Linked DNA regions of Mus musculus: region 1 is linked to region 2. A link is a contact called in public HiChIP or PLAC-seq data. All regions are on one chromosome and are shown on one strand. Each heading gives the region's core, a stretch centred on a gene start, on an enhancer-like site or on the middle of the called end of the contact. The rest is flanking DNA. Distances are from core to core; before and after follow the strand shown. Region 1 overlaps Inpp4b (inositol polyphosphate-4-phosphatase, type II). Region 2 has its middle 48 kb from the start of Gm9725.

The links. HiChIP or PLAC-seq counts read pairs in DNA pulled down with a chosen protein or histone mark.
Region 1: a contact with region 2 is called in an H3K27ac HiChIP or PLAC-seq map of large pre-B cells, with 4 times the contacts expected there. The contact joins two enhancer-like sites. A contact is called at or near these places in 2 of 484 Hi-C or Micro-C datasets (the 63-12 cell line and the C10 cell line) and 1 of 115 datasets of contacts at active chromatin or transcription factors (large pre-B cells).

The regions. Positions count from the first base shown.
Region 1 is chr8:81,465,566-81,468,449 of GRCm38.p6, forward strand. All of the region lies in intron 1 of Inpp4b (inositol polyphosphate-4-phosphatase, type II), which reads left to right. Among named protein-coding and RNA genes, the nearest start is that of Gm51582, 120 kb to the left of the region's middle. Within about 2 kb of position 1,431, at least 26 of the 459 cell types and tissues checked have an H3K27ac peak or open chromatin away from gene starts, as enhancers often do. A contact at or near this core is called in the 63-12 cell line, where this site is marked.
Region 2 is chr8:81,078,753-81,081,452 of GRCm38.p6, forward strand. No RefSeq gene overlaps it. Among named protein-coding and RNA genes, the nearest start is that of Gm9725, 48 kb to the left of the region's middle. Within about 2 kb of position 1,264, at least 24 of the 459 cell types and tissues checked have an H3K27ac peak or open chromatin away from gene starts, as enhancers often do. A contact at or near this core is called in the 63-12 cell line, where this site is marked.

The DNA of each region.
Region 1 (2,884 bases), core at 181-2,680, 390 kb after region 2:
TGCTTGTCTCTTGCCTCTTCACTGTGCCAGTGGACCTGGGGCTTCCCAGTATTCTCCTGCCTCTGCCTCCTGGACTACAGATGTGCACCCTCACATTCAACTTTTACATGAACTCAGGATCAGAGCTGAGGTCACCAGGCTTGTATGCGGAGCATTTTGTTGAGCTGTCTCCTGGCTCTTTAAGTTTTAATATGTAAAAATGCAGCACTTTCAAATTCTTATTTTATCCATTAACATTGACTTGGGTAATCTAGATCCTTACATTTCTGAATAAATGTTGTTGTAAAAAAAAAATAAAGCCAAACTAACATAGCTAAGAATTGACTGTGAGATACTGAGTGCACTAGTCAAGTGTAGGAGGATTAACATACTGATGAGTGAGCCTTCTGATGTATGAGCATGTCCTGTCATTCTCTGCTCATTCACATGCTTTCTAGGTCTTTGATATAGAAGCTATAAACATGTCTTGTTAGTCATATTCCAAATATTTTACTTATCACCCTATTTCAAGTGCCATAACTTCCCTTTTATTTATTATTTTATGATAACATAATTTATTTTTGTACAATGACTCTCAATTCAGTAATATTTCTAAATTTACAAATTAAACCTAACAATTTTCTGTATATTATCTGTGTCTTGATTTTAAATGCACTTCATAATGTCTTAAAAATAAATTAATTAAAATGATTTTATTTTGCATTTATCTAAAATGGAATTTGAGTTTCTATTTTTATATGTTGAGAAATAACACAATTTTATATTCATGGTGAAGAAACAATGTAGGCTCAGGAGAGTTTTGGAAAATGTATCCAAACATGAGCAGATGTTATAAACACAAAAAGTTTTTTTCCCCTCATACTTCATGTATAACACTCAAGGAAGGACGTCTGTCATTCCAGTCTGGTGTTCTTATCTATAAAATAGTGACATAAGCTGCATTAATTTTCATTCTCTTTTACCGGATAGGTTGATGATTGGCTCAGCGGTTGTACTTTTAGACACTTCCCATTGTCTTCTGCTCACCCCTCTGTAGTCTTGTGATTTGTAAGGGTGGGTGGGGACAAGGCTCATAGGACCTCATTTTCTGGCAGGGTGGTGGGTGGTGCCAGCCTACTCAATATTCACACACTCTCTATTGAAGACATTTGAGAATGTCCATGTCTTTTAGACTTCTCCTATTGGCTATGGATGATGCCATCTTGTCTCAGCTCCATCTTTGTGCAGAATTACCTTTTCTCACACCTCATATTACCTCCACGATAAGCCAAGAGTTGCTAAGTGGTGAGTTCAGTTTCTCTGAGGATCTTAACTCTGAGCCATGAACATTCATTTTCTACCCCCAGGTCTCCTTTCACCCTCATGTCATTTCCCAGTGGGTGTTTCCCTCAAGGAGAACAGATGTGAGGGTTTTGTTGACCTCTTCCTCTTCAGTAGGTCTTCCTGTTTCACATCCACATCACGTCAGTTAGCTTTTCATCTCTGTGAAATCATGCACAGCCTAATCAACTTATAAGAAAGAAAGGTTACTTCTGGTCTCCAGGTCCCTAATTTTGATTCTGTGCTTATTCTGCTCTCTTTCTTTAGTGATATATCAGGATGGTGCATCATGAAAAGAGATGCATGTTAGAGGAGACTTGTTTACCTTATGGTGGCCAGAAAAGGATTAAGTCATTTATTTAGGGTTTTGATATTCCTTCAAGGACAGACTCCCAGTAACTTTTTTCATTCTCTTACCTCTTAAAGGTACCACAACTGCTGGCTAATGCTACATACATACCTTTGGGAGTAGTCTGGATCTAAATTATTAATTCTTAAAACCAAAGGACTGAATGACAATTTGTACACATAGTCTTGTGTTTTATTTATTTTGAGGATTGAACCCATGACCTAGTTCCACATAGTCTAATATTTTTATGTGAATCTTGTTTTATCTCTAAGTAAAACCTGATTTTGCTTTGGCTCCAAGATTCTGCCAGATGTCAAAACCCAATTCTCCTTTTCAGTTTATCTTGTAACTATCTTAATTACCCTCGAGGCAAGTGCTATCCTTGGCAGAAAAACAAGGTCAAACACGGACTGCCTTTGGATATATTCCCACATAGGATCATCCTTTGTGTGATACTGTGACTTCTTGCATGCATCTTCTGTGTCTTTTTATCCTTCAGGGTTTTTTTTTTTTGAAATTTATAATTGATGTGGCAAAAATAAGGACTTGCTATGCAATTGTTCTCAGAAGACACAGTGAGATATTCATGCTCCATAAGTCAACTCTTTTATCTGCATTAATATTTAATCTGTATGAAGTGGAATCTCCTTATTAAGGATATTTTGATGTATTAGTCATTGCATTAAGTGGCAAGGGAGATCAGCAATAGTCACAGCATGCACCTGTCCTTGAGGAACGTGGAATAGTCGGGGAGACAAGACAACACAAGGCAATGTAAGGAGTCAAAATGAATTGGAGCCCTTGACTTTAATTGCTATACAGTGGTGGCAAATGGTACAACCAACAGAGTCCAAAGTACCTGGGGATCACTTTGTGGGAAAGTAGGCATTAACGTTTTGACAGGTGGTAAATTTGGCTGGTGCTGAGAGGTAAGACCTAATCCTTAAGAATGTTATTAAGAATGGAAATGAGAGAACACCACGCAGACACTTGGGACTCTGATTGATATTGCAGGAAGGATACAACTGAAGAACAATATAACACTCACCAAATGATCATAAAATGGAATAGAGTATCCAATAGACGTGTCATTTTTAGGTAATTTCCTGTAGATAAGCAGGGATTGTGAAAAAATCACCACCACAAGATAGAAAACTGTTTAAAAATGGACCCTTTTGCAACAGTGGCTATCAGATATTCACATGATTTATGAGC
Region 2 (2,700 bases), core at 14-2,513:
GAAAAATGAAGACTGAAGTGTGGACACTATGCCCCTCCTTAGAAGTGGGAACAAAACACCCTTGGAAGGAGTTACAGAGACAAAGTTTGGAGCTGAGATTAAAAGGTGGACCATGTAGAGACTGCCTTATCCAGGGATCCACCCCATAATCAGCATCCAAACGCTGACACCATTGCATACACTAGCAAGATTTTATCGAAAGGACCCAGATGTAGCTGTCTCTTGTGAGACTATGCCGGGGCCTAGCAAACACAGAAGTGGATGCCCACAGTCAGCTAATGGATGGATCACAGGGCTCCCAATGGAGGAGCTAGAGAAAGTACCCAAGGAGCTAAAGGGATCTGCAACCCTATAGGTGGATCAACATTATGAACTAACCAGTGCCCCGGAGCTCTTGACTCTAGCTGCATATGTATCAAAAGATGGCCTAGTCGGCCATCACTGGAAAGAGAGGCCCATTGGACACACAAACTTTATATGCCCCAGAACAGGGGAACGCCAGGGCCAAAAAGGGGGAGTGGGCGGGTAGGGGAGTGGGGGTGGGTGGGTATGGGGGACTTTTGGTATAGCATTGGAAATGTAAATGAGCTAAATACCTAATAAAAAATGGAAAGAAAAAAAAAAAAAGAGATACTCTTCCAAATTGTTGATTGCTGAATTCCAAATTAGTTCAGCCTTTAAGGAGAGCAGTATGGGATGTCTTTAAAGGAAATAAAAGATAAAATTATCGTACGGTTTCCCAAGCTCACTGCTGTCAGCTGTCAGCGGGAGCGAGCGTGCTGAAGAGATACAGACCCTCATTTTCCTCGCAGCCTTTTTATTCTCAATAGTCAACACCACACTGGCTCAACTGAAGTGAGCAAAAGACAGGAACACACACTTGACAGAATGCAAGTCAACTTTTCATAGGACAGCTACTCATGACCACATAGGAAGACATGGAGACATGCGGGTATTCTATGTGAAACACGCAGGCCTAGAAAAAGATACATGCTGTATTGTCTCACACAGGAAGTCTTAAAACATCAAACTCTGCTAATAAAATAACGATGATGATAAAAAAGACCCTCTCTAGCAGGAGTAGAAAGGTTGTAAACTCTGTCATACATTTGAAAATTGGCAAGAGAGTAAATGGTATTTTCACCATTAAAAGTTAGTAAGCATTACAATGCACATTAATTTAGCCACTGCACGATGCACACGTGTAGACCATAAATGTACAACTTTTACTTGTCTGTTGAAAAACAACAGCTGTGGGTATAAAAAACTGTAGCTTGCACCAAGTGTTCTTTCTCAGCAGCCTAGAATAACAACCCCCTCGGGGAATGGTGCAGGGCAGTTTGCTACCTCACACTGGGAAACAGGTTTGAACCCAGGAGAGGACACTGTGAGCCAGCATTTCTCCTGCGGAGAAGACGAGGGAGGATGAAGCCCAAAAGGATACATACGATTTTGCTCAGTCCCACTCCTCCAGCGGAAGGAAGTACACGGTGTTGTAAATTACTGTTTTAAACCTTGATGTTTTCTTGTGGCTGTCTGGGTAAGATATTTCTTCCTCTTTCACACCAACACCCACTCTCTAGAAATTCCATTCAGGTTAGCAATAAAAACTAAAAGTTATTTAGGAACCGGTCTGCAAAGCCTGCATAGCTTTTGTAGAAAGGAGAAGTTCTGGAAGTGCTCACAGGGAGAAAAGGACTTCGGGGCTGCAGCACTGGAATTCAACATGGCAGAGTGAGCTGGAAACCAGACAGCCAATGGTTCTATTCACACTGTTTTATAATTTAACGCAAGTCTTCCTCCTTTTCTCATTTTCTTATGGCATTTTCATATCTACCAGCTTCAGCTGACCCCTTCATACTTCACCTTCTCCAGGATCTCGCCATCCTCCAGTCTCGGGTTACTCTTTTCCAGCCAAAGTATTCATATGTCATGTGTTCTCATTCCCACCCTGTTCACCGCTCTTTGCTACAGCCTCTTTATCCTGCCCCTTGCTTTATTTCTACTTTGCCCTGACTTGTCTTTGGTGGATACTGGTAAGCCAGACATAAGTCCTATGGAAATGTAAGGGGTCCAAATTATCCCAGGTAAATGTGAGGCGTAAGAATGAAGAGAAATGTGGAACCATGAAAGGAAGCCTGCTTTGTGGTTGAGCTAGGCTTAAACCCCAGAGACCCAGCAGATAACTCTGTAAGGGATGGAAGGAAGTTTGCCACGCTACCAGACACCAGGTCCCAGCTCCATAAGTCTGTGGCCATCAGTCATGTAGGGCACAATGCCCTAAGCCCCTGGCATTCTGTCTGGACTTCACCACAGTTACCTGGCAACAGTCAGTATGCTCCGTCCCATGGTTACCTGGCAACAGCCAGATAGGTCTATTTGCCCCCTCCTCCCTCTCTTATTCTCTTACTTTTGCCCTCTTGCTCCCTCTTTCTCCACATTCCCTTACCCTCTCTGTCCACAAGGCCATGGCCGGCCTACAATAAATGCCTTAAAACCATGGACTGCCTCTTCTCATCGGGATCCGCCATACAGGAGCAATGGAGCAGGTCTTATGCTAAAGACCAGTGTCTAATCTCCCAAGGGAGGCCTCCCAAGCACTCTCAGACATGGCTTCTATCAACACAAGCCAAAGACTCTCCTCCCTGCAGGACCCAGCCGAGCGCTTTCCTCCTGTCCTTTTCCCTTTGGCCCCAGGCC